Linked DNA regions of Sus scrofa: region 1 is linked to region 2. Evidence: chromatin contacts called from public HiChIP or PLAC-seq data. All regions are on one chromosome and are shown on one strand. The core of a region is the stretch at or near the end of the contact, and the rest is flanking DNA. Distances in the headings are between cores, read along the strand shown. Region 1 overlaps FGD4 (FYVE, RhoGEF and PH domain-containing protein 4). Region 2 overlaps FGD4 (FYVE, RhoGEF and PH domain-containing protein 4).

Region 1 (4,176 bases), core at 241-2,740, 80 kb before region 2:
GACTCCTTGAGCATCACAGATGGGGGGAAACACTCTTTTCCTCTTGAATCAGCATTTACGTTTTATGGATGCAGAAACAAATTAAACCCAGTAGAAAGCACATAACCAAGCAATTTCAGTCCTATAAGTGAATAAAGCCCTAATGAAAATTTAAAGTTCAGTAGTCTCTCCATTTCCCCTCAAATGAACAAAAACAAAAACTTTAAGCATGTTTAAAAATTATTGCCTGTACACTTATAAGGCAGTTGATTTTGAAAACTGATTTTATTTTCAAACTAAGTTTTACCAACACGAAAATTATATTTAAAAAAACTTTCTAAATACAAAACCAGTTTCACTTCTGATGGCGATTGTCAATCAGAAAAGGACTTGCTGATGCAGCTTAGATTTCTGGAATGCTTTATCTTGAATTTTCAAGCTAACTTTCAAGTTTTATTTTCTATTTGTTAAGCCTCATGTGACCTTTCTCCGTGAATGAGCAGTGGACGCTATCTGACACGTTAGGACTTTGTACCTCCAAGGGTGGATTTGCAGGACAGCTTTTAATTGGCCTGCATTGGCTTGTTTAAATAGCCAAACACCTGCTGGGCAAGCCCCTGCGCATGTGAGTGGCTATATGTTCCTTCCTTTAGGATTTGCAAGGCTGGAGCACAAAGACAGCGATTGTTACCCAATAAGCAGTAGTCACACACTTCTACCAATCGCCTTAGGAGGGCTGGTTACCATGGAATCCACCATCTGTTCACTCCCCGCCGGAATGTGATTATCCTTGCTGGGCTGGGAACTGGGGGAAGCAGGGAGCGTGTGCTGTGTGAAATGATCTGCAATGGACTGGGTTAATGGGAGGCTAGATCTGACTCACGAGAAGAACAAATGAAGGGAGTTTTACTTCTTAACCATTTGTGACTTCTAACCAAGAGGAATAAATTCAGCTTTTATAAGGTAAGTAATCCTAGTATGTTGTATCCAGTTTGTACTACGTTTGGTGTGGGGCATTATCTCCATGTGGTCCAAGGTAAGGGAGCTATAAGCTCTTCTGTTGTATTGGTTTTAAGCAGCTCAGTTATACCTATACAATTACATGTTAATGTTGGGAAAATGAAAGTATTATTCTTTAATCTTTAAAAAAAATTTTGTGCCTATGAAATTGTATTATGACCTCTGAAAGTGGCAAAAAGACAATCATTTTAAACGGTCTCCCAGAGTGAATTGTACCAATATTCTTTTTGAAATACGCCCATGGCCACAATGTGTTCAGTGTCTTCTTCAAATAAGAAAATGTCTCAGGTCAGGGACGTTTGTAGGTTATGGTTTTATTAATCATTATTCAGGCTCTACCAGAATAATGACTGATCTACCATTACTAACTCATGTTTTGTAATGTGATGTTTATGCAGTTTTATTTTGCAATGCTTTTGCACAAGTTTCAAGGGCCTGAGCATGTGGAAACAATGTGACAGTGCTTTAACCGCTGGCATGTAGGCACAGTGATAAAGGAAGGGGCAAAGCTAGGAAGATCAGCTTCTATTTCAAGGGCTTCCTTTGTTTTTCTGTTTGAACAGCCCCTTAAAATGTGTGGTGCATATTGTAAGCAGTAGAAGGAGATTTTGGTGCTAACAAATGGATGACTGACATTTTTCTGTGTGGCTAAGAGGTTGGTAGCTCAAACAAGGGACTTCTATGTCCTTTGTAAAGCGGCATTGTATCCCCCTTCCCCAAAACTGCCCTAAAACATAAAAGTGAAAAACAAAAAGAGTGCTGTCTATACTCTGGATACTTCTTCTTTTGTGTAAGTTTTTCTGTCATTTAAACCATAGCATAGCACCAGAGATCTGTGAGTCTAGCTGGGTCTGCCATTTTTATTTGATATAGGAAGGGGCTGCAAGCAGAGGATTTGCTAATGCAGCTTTGGTCCCTTTAATTGTGCTCTTCTGCTATCATCTTTGACATTCATGTCAGTGGGTCAGTGGCTGCCCAGAGAGCTAGAAAAGGTCATTGCTGACAGGCCCTCCTTGTTTGGTTTTCTTTTTTTGATGATAGTATAAAATTAGATAACCTTGTATTGGTCAAGGACTCATGTTCTTACTTTAGGAACAGGTTTTCAGGTCTGATTGCTAATTGTGGGTTCTTGGTATTTATTGCAGTTGACTTCATGTGGTTAAAAGTCTTACCTTCTTTTGCACTTACTGGTCTAAATACATTGTTATTTTAAAGTTTTTAATATGCAAAATTAGATTAGGTACTTACTAGCCTTAAAAAAGCATCTTTTTCAGTAATAATAGACATACATGCCTGAAAATTTCCTTAGCGTCTGTAAAAATTTTTGTGCATGTTTTATTATTTAGATGAAATTTTCACCCATAAAGGCAATCGTTCATAAGCAGTATGTTTGGGGAAGAAATGAAATCATTTAAAAACATGTGCTTATAGGCTGTTTGTGTTGCTTTAATTCTCTTATATCTTAGAAACCTGAAAAGGCCTGGATGTGAATGGGTGTGAAGTGTATGAGCATCTCTGTTCCTGGGATGTGGTTACTCAAGCAGTGGGGGTGGGCTGGGCAAATCAGGACACTTTTCAAGTTCTCTAGTGTTTGTGAATTTCCTTACTACTTCTACTGTTACTGAGTTAAAGTTATAAGATTTTTTTTTTAATGTGGGTATTTACATCAGAATGTATCCCAGCATTGTATAGATATTGACAGGCGTTTAGTCATTTGTTTTCACTTGTAAACATGTTTATTAATGTTTCTTGATGGATTTTTCTGAATAACAACAATAAAGCCAAAGGGGTGTTCAGGTGTTGAAAAAAACTTTCTTCCATCAGCCGCTGACAAGACAAGAAACTTAGGGTGAGACTCTGAAGTTGGTCAAGAGGTCTGGCAGGAGGGGACAGTCGGGGAGCGTCTGTGATCCCTAAGAGTGCACCTGAGAGACAGGAGGGCACAGTCTCATCATGTGTTAGTTCACTTTAGGGGATGTGATTTGGGGGACCTGGTATTCCTTCCTCTGCTCCATTCACGAACACCATCAGTGGTGAGACCCTTCACATCCACAGTCTTGTGGTGCTAAGTTGAGAAGGTCAGGTCAGCTGAGAAACGTTGCCTCCTGGCTCCCACTGTCCTTGTCTGTGAGGGTGGAAAGAGGTGCTAGATTGCAGTGCTTTTCAAACTCCTAATGGCAGGACGCTGTTCCATCCTTCAGTGCAACTTAGATTTTAGTAGATGATAAGTTTAGATTTATGTTTCTAAATATGTAAAGCAACCCTTATTCAAAGTCATTTCTTTTGAAAGTGTTATATAGATGACAAACTGGAAACTCTGGATAAAGGGCCTGGGGAGATTCAAATCCATAGCAGTCTGAGTAGACAGCATTTCAACCCACCCCTAGTTCAGTACAAACAGTCAAGTCTTTCTGCTGCTTTGACACATTATACTGGAATGCCGCCTGGCTTAACTATTTGAACAAGTAGACCACAGAGCTAACAAACAGCAGTTAAATTCTTACATTTTTCTTCCTATGTGTATTGCCACATTCTCACTTCTCAGTGGAGTCTGCCTTTTTGTTTTTAGGATACAGGTTTATAATCCATTTTTGCTCTTAACTATTTTTGGCCATGGTGGTCCATTTGGCCCTTGTGCTATCTGAGATGAGAGAACACTAGGACTTTGAAGGGAAGGAGAAACTGCTGACGCTGTCATTGCTGATGCTACTTTGTTCACATGTCCTTGCTGTTGAAGCTGTTTGCATAAAAATGTGATTTTTAAAAATAGATTACTCAAAATTGCCCCCTTTTGCCCTCTCCCACAATTCCATATTGCCATGGTTTCAAGGAATGCTTAGAATGAGTTAATTTTGTGAATGAGTAAAATTTTGCATTGCTGTATTAGATATAGAGCTACAGGATGTGATGTGATGCCTTTAAAATGTACACATGAATGATGTAAATTCACCCAGAAGCTATGGTGGTGGCATTTGGCAGGAGTTTTCTCTCTGTGAGTGTGCTGAAATTTATCATCACTTTTTTCTGAGATGCTTCCTCTTCTGTTTTTATAACTGCTCCTATGCTTCTGTAAAATAAAAAGGCAAACTTCCTATAAATTGGCAATGAATGGGTCTGTGTAGGCAGCAGCAGGTCCTTGGAACAGTTTCATCTAACATGCTCATGTCTCTCATCCAG
Region 2 (4,405 bases), core at 55-2,554:
AAAGAGATCTCTTTTTCCATGGTTCTTCCTTAAGGGTAGGGAGCCTCCTTTTCTGAAGCCACCAGTGCATATTCCCTCATGTCTCATTGGCTTCTGAACCAATCGCTGTGTACTCTTGACTGTGACACCATTCAGGGGTCCCCTTTAGATCTGTGGATAAGGTCACTTTCCCCAAAGGAAAGGCTACATAGTCATAGGGTAGACACATTAACCAAATAAGGATACCATTCAGAGATGGGGGGAGAGGATGCCAGGCAGGCAAGCAACAATGCTAGTACTTTACTCTGAGTTTACTACATTAAACCAAAATCTTGACTGATTGTGGGATTTGATTACTACATAGTTCTTAGTTCAGTATTTCCGAAACCACAAATTATTTAAACAGTATTATGTTTCTTTAGCCTAAAGACTTCACATAAAAATACCTCACTTCAGTGATTCTGTAAGAAGCAACATGATAACTTTCTGCATTTAAAACATGTATTACATGTAAAACATAAAGTAGATGTCATGTATGTTTAACACAATGAAGCATTCATACAGCTTAATAGCATTTTGTGCACATTTTAAAATGTAGCATTTACATAGATTAGACACTGGTTTAAAATATACTTTGGTCTGCTTTGATACTAAAGTTTTTACTAAACCCTTATTATACTTCATACACTCCTAGAATGAAAAGAATATGTCAGTGAAATAACCAGGGAGAAATTTCTAAATAAAAAGATGTTTAGGTACAAAGTCTAAAGCACATTTTCATAGGACCAAGCCCAAGGGCTTTGGATAGTTGAAGAAGGCCCATGGACCAGGGATGGAAATTTAGGAGGCCATTGAAAGGAACATAAATAAGTCTTAAGTACCTAGAGAGGTATGGCAAGAGCATATGCCAGCCAGAGAGACTAGAAAGAAGGAAGGCTTGGTGATGTTCAGGGATGTGTTTGAAGGTAGATAGGTCAATGTGTTTAGAGGGAAAGGTTTCTATAAAGATACACTGAGAACTCTGAGGAAGTGAACAGAGATTTGAAAACCCTGAATGGTATATACAGAGTCTGGATCTTATCCAGTCAGGGAGAGGAGGATTATTGGAAGATTTTTTTGTTTCCCCCCTTATGGGAAATAGGATTAGCTAGGCAGAGCAAAGTTTTGGAAAGATTCCTCACCCAGCAATGTTCAAGGCAGATTAGAGCCAATAATAATAATAATAATGAAGTCAGGTCATTGGGCAACAGTTGATTGGTCTGGGCTTGAGGTTAAGTATGAGCAAACCAGGCAGGCAGTGAGGAGAACTTAAAGGATGGATGCTAAAGACAGAATGTCTTGAGCAGGAGTTGGTGGCTGACTGGATCTTGTGGTAGGGAACTAAGCTTAAAGTAATTCAGGTCAGCTAACTAGAAAGGGATGGAACCATTGCCAGGATGGTCAGGTTCAGGGGTGGTGGTAGGATAGAGATTTTATAGAAAAGATGAGTTTGGTCTTAGGAGGACAGCATGTCAAAGTGATAATAAATGTCTAGCAGTAGTTAGGCATATGAGAACTGCTGCTCATTCATTCATTCAGTGGTATTTTATTGAGTGCCAATGTTTTATTGAAGCACTGTAATAGACACTAGAGATGAGCAGTTAACAAGGAGACAGTGTTCCCATCCTCATGGCACTAGCAAGGTTATACAAGTATATTTAAGGATTACATAAATATAAACAGGAAATAATAAAGTACAGATTTAATTTAAAATAATATGGCCAACACATAGAAATGGAATCTCTGTGATGGACATGCAGTTCATTTTACTATTCTTTCAACTCTTCTTTTGTATATGATTGAAATTTTGCATAATAAAAAAAAAGTTTAAAGCAAAAAGTTCTGTGCACAGAGCTAATAATTAAACAAGATCTTTGAGAGAGATAGAATCATGTGCAAGGAGTAGCCCGAGAGAAATGGGGGGGAAATGAGGAAAAGTAAAAAAACAAAGATGTTTCAAGGAAAGATAGACGAGCGTGCTAATTGCTACAAAGACCAAAGAAGTTATAACTTAAAGTCTTTATAGACTAAATCTAGCAGACTGCTTGTTTTTAAATTTGCTCATTTCTGGTTGGCTGTTCCTTGATGACCAAAAGGAATCAAGCTCTTGAGAAGCTTAAGAAAACTGTTTTCACGAAAACATTTGGTACTGCTTATTACTTGAGAATCTCATACTGAGTGAAATGAGCCAGAAAGACAAAGACAAATACCATATGATATCACTTATAACTGGAATCTAATATCCAGCACAAATGAACATCTCCTCAGAAAAGAAAATCATGGACTTGGAGAAGAGACATGTGGCTGCCTGATGGGAGGGAGAGGGAGTGGGAGGGATCGGGAGTTTGGGCTTATCAGACACAACTTAGAATAGATTTACAAGGAGATCCTGCTGAGTAGCATTGAGTACTTTGTCTAGATACTCATGTTGCAACAGAACAAAGGGTGAGGGAAAAAAAATGTAATTGTAATGTATACATCTAAGGATAACTTGATCCCCTTGCTGTACAGTGGGAAAATTAAAAAAAAAAAAGAAAGAAATATTGTCCAAGCTTTCTTACCTAATATGTGACTGTCTATTCTATTTTTAGGAGACCAATGAGCAAAAACTTCACAAAATAGCCAATGAGCTTTTGCTTACGGAAAGAGCTTACGTCAGCCGACTTGACCTCTTAGATCAGGTAACATTTTCTCTTTCAAAATTACTTCATTTTGTGGCATTATACATCGTTTTAACTTAGTAATTAAAGTGTTTTAGAAACTGCAAGGAGCCTCTGGTCATTTTTGGCCAGTGAAAGCTACTTCCACAAGGAAATCTCTAACATTTTCAGCTCTGTTAGTGAATTCATTAGGTATAAAAGTTTTAAAATTCATAAAGAATAAATTGAAGGACTCTTTGTATGAGTCACACAATGTCTTTATTTGTGTCTTGCAACCCTAAACACTGCTCTGTTTCTTGACCATTTATTGTTTTCCTGAGGGCTGTGTTACTATTATATGATCTAAATAGATTCTGATACGGACATGAATACATTACTGATTCCTGTCTCACTCTTAAGCCCTTGTGAGTGATCTGAATTACTATAGTCACAGGCCACAAGGGAGTTTGAGAGTTCACTTGTTCAGCCTTGTATGAAACATTAGAAGCAGTTCCTGGTATAAATGCTTGTTGAATATGTGAATCACTTTTTTTTTTTTTTTTTTTTTTTTTTTTTGGTCTTTTTGCCATTTCTTGAGCCGCTCCCTCGGCACATGGCGGTTCCCAGGCTAGGGGTCGAATCGGAGCCAGATCCTTAACCCACTGAGCAAGGCCAGAGATCAAACCCACAACCTCATGGTTCCTAGTCGGATTCTTTAACCACTGAGCCACGATAGGAACTCCGTGAATCACATTTTATACTTTCATCATGGAGCCTTGAGTATCATCTTACATATGCATTTGCCAAGAAAGTTTTATAATGTATCATTAAGAAAAACTGTTATACACAATGGCCTCTTAATCCTATTTCAGTGATAAAAGATCAAGATAATTTGGTAGATGTCTGCTAATAGAGACTCATCTTCTACTAATAGAATAGAAAGTTGCCATGTTTGGGTGTTACTTGTACGAAGACTTGTCCCACTATTGCAGTTGGAAAACTGGAACCCGAACCTGTGGCAAAGTTCCCAGACCACAGACCAACCCTGCTCCACAGCAGTGGCAATGCTGATCCCTAACCTGCTGAGGCACCATGGAACTCCAAGGCTTGTGTTCTTTGAGATTATGAGTTTGTAACTCAGATACTTTCCAAAGTATTTCACCATAAGTCAGTGAATTCATGTTAATTTGTGCCTTTAAAATAATTTTTCTCCTCATGGAGATTACAGACCTGAAAATATTAGGTATTCTCATAGTGGAAGTGTGTGTGTGTGTGTGTGTGTGTGTGTTTCCTCTTATCAAATTACGCTTTTTTTTTCTTTTCTTCACAGTCTTATTTTCTTGTTAGCTACTGTTGCTGACCTTTCAGAATGTAGTCTAAATTACTAAAACATCCTATTGTAGTCTCTAAGAACATAATTTTGTATTCTTTTGCCTCCCAAGAAAATGCAGTGGAGGTGAATTTAGAAAATAAACAACCATCTGGACATTATGAAAGAACACACCTCCCTCTGCCTACATATAAAGAATGACAGTTAAGAGGTATAGTAGCCCTACTGGTGTAGAGCTAAGACTGAAAAAAAAAAAAAAAATGGGGGGGAGGGTGAAGGAGAAAAAATATCATAAAGCTTTGCAAGGCAAAGGAGGGACACAACAGGCTAAGGCCTTAAAGACTGTGCCCCCCCCCCAATTTTTTTTACTCTCTTTAAGATATCTGTTATTATGGGAGTTCCCATTGTGACTTAGCAT

The links. HiChIP or PLAC-seq counts read pairs in DNA pulled down with a chosen protein or histone mark.
Region 1: a contact with region 2 is called in an H3K27ac HiChIP or PLAC-seq map of alveolar macrophages. The contact joins two enhancer-like sites. A contact is called at or near these places in 1 of 47 Hi-C or Micro-C datasets (embryonic fibroblasts) and 2 of 2 datasets of contacts at active chromatin or transcription factors (alveolar macrophages and skeletal muscle).

Annotation. Positions count from the first base shown.
Region 1 is chr5:41,790,970-41,795,145 of Sscrofa11.1, reverse strand. The region is part of intron 1 of FGD4 (FYVE, RhoGEF and PH domain-containing protein 4); the gene reads left to right. Among named protein-coding and RNA genes, the nearest start is that of FGD4, 86 kb to the left of the region's middle. Within about 2 kb of position 1,490, at least 13 of the 83 cell types and tissues checked have an H3K27ac peak or open chromatin away from gene starts, as enhancers often do. A contact at or near this core is called in alveolar macrophages, where this site is marked.
Region 2 is chr5:41,711,005-41,715,409 of Sscrofa11.1, reverse strand. FGD4 (FYVE, RhoGEF and PH domain-containing protein 4) reads left to right here. Exons shown (of 17, transcript XM_021092066.1): 5 at 2,610-2,699. Among named protein-coding and RNA genes, the nearest start is that of DNM1L, 77 kb to the right of the region's middle. Within about 2 kb of position 1,304, at least 2 of the 83 cell types and tissues checked have an H3K27ac peak or open chromatin away from gene starts, as enhancers often do. A contact at or near this core is called in alveolar macrophages, where this site is marked.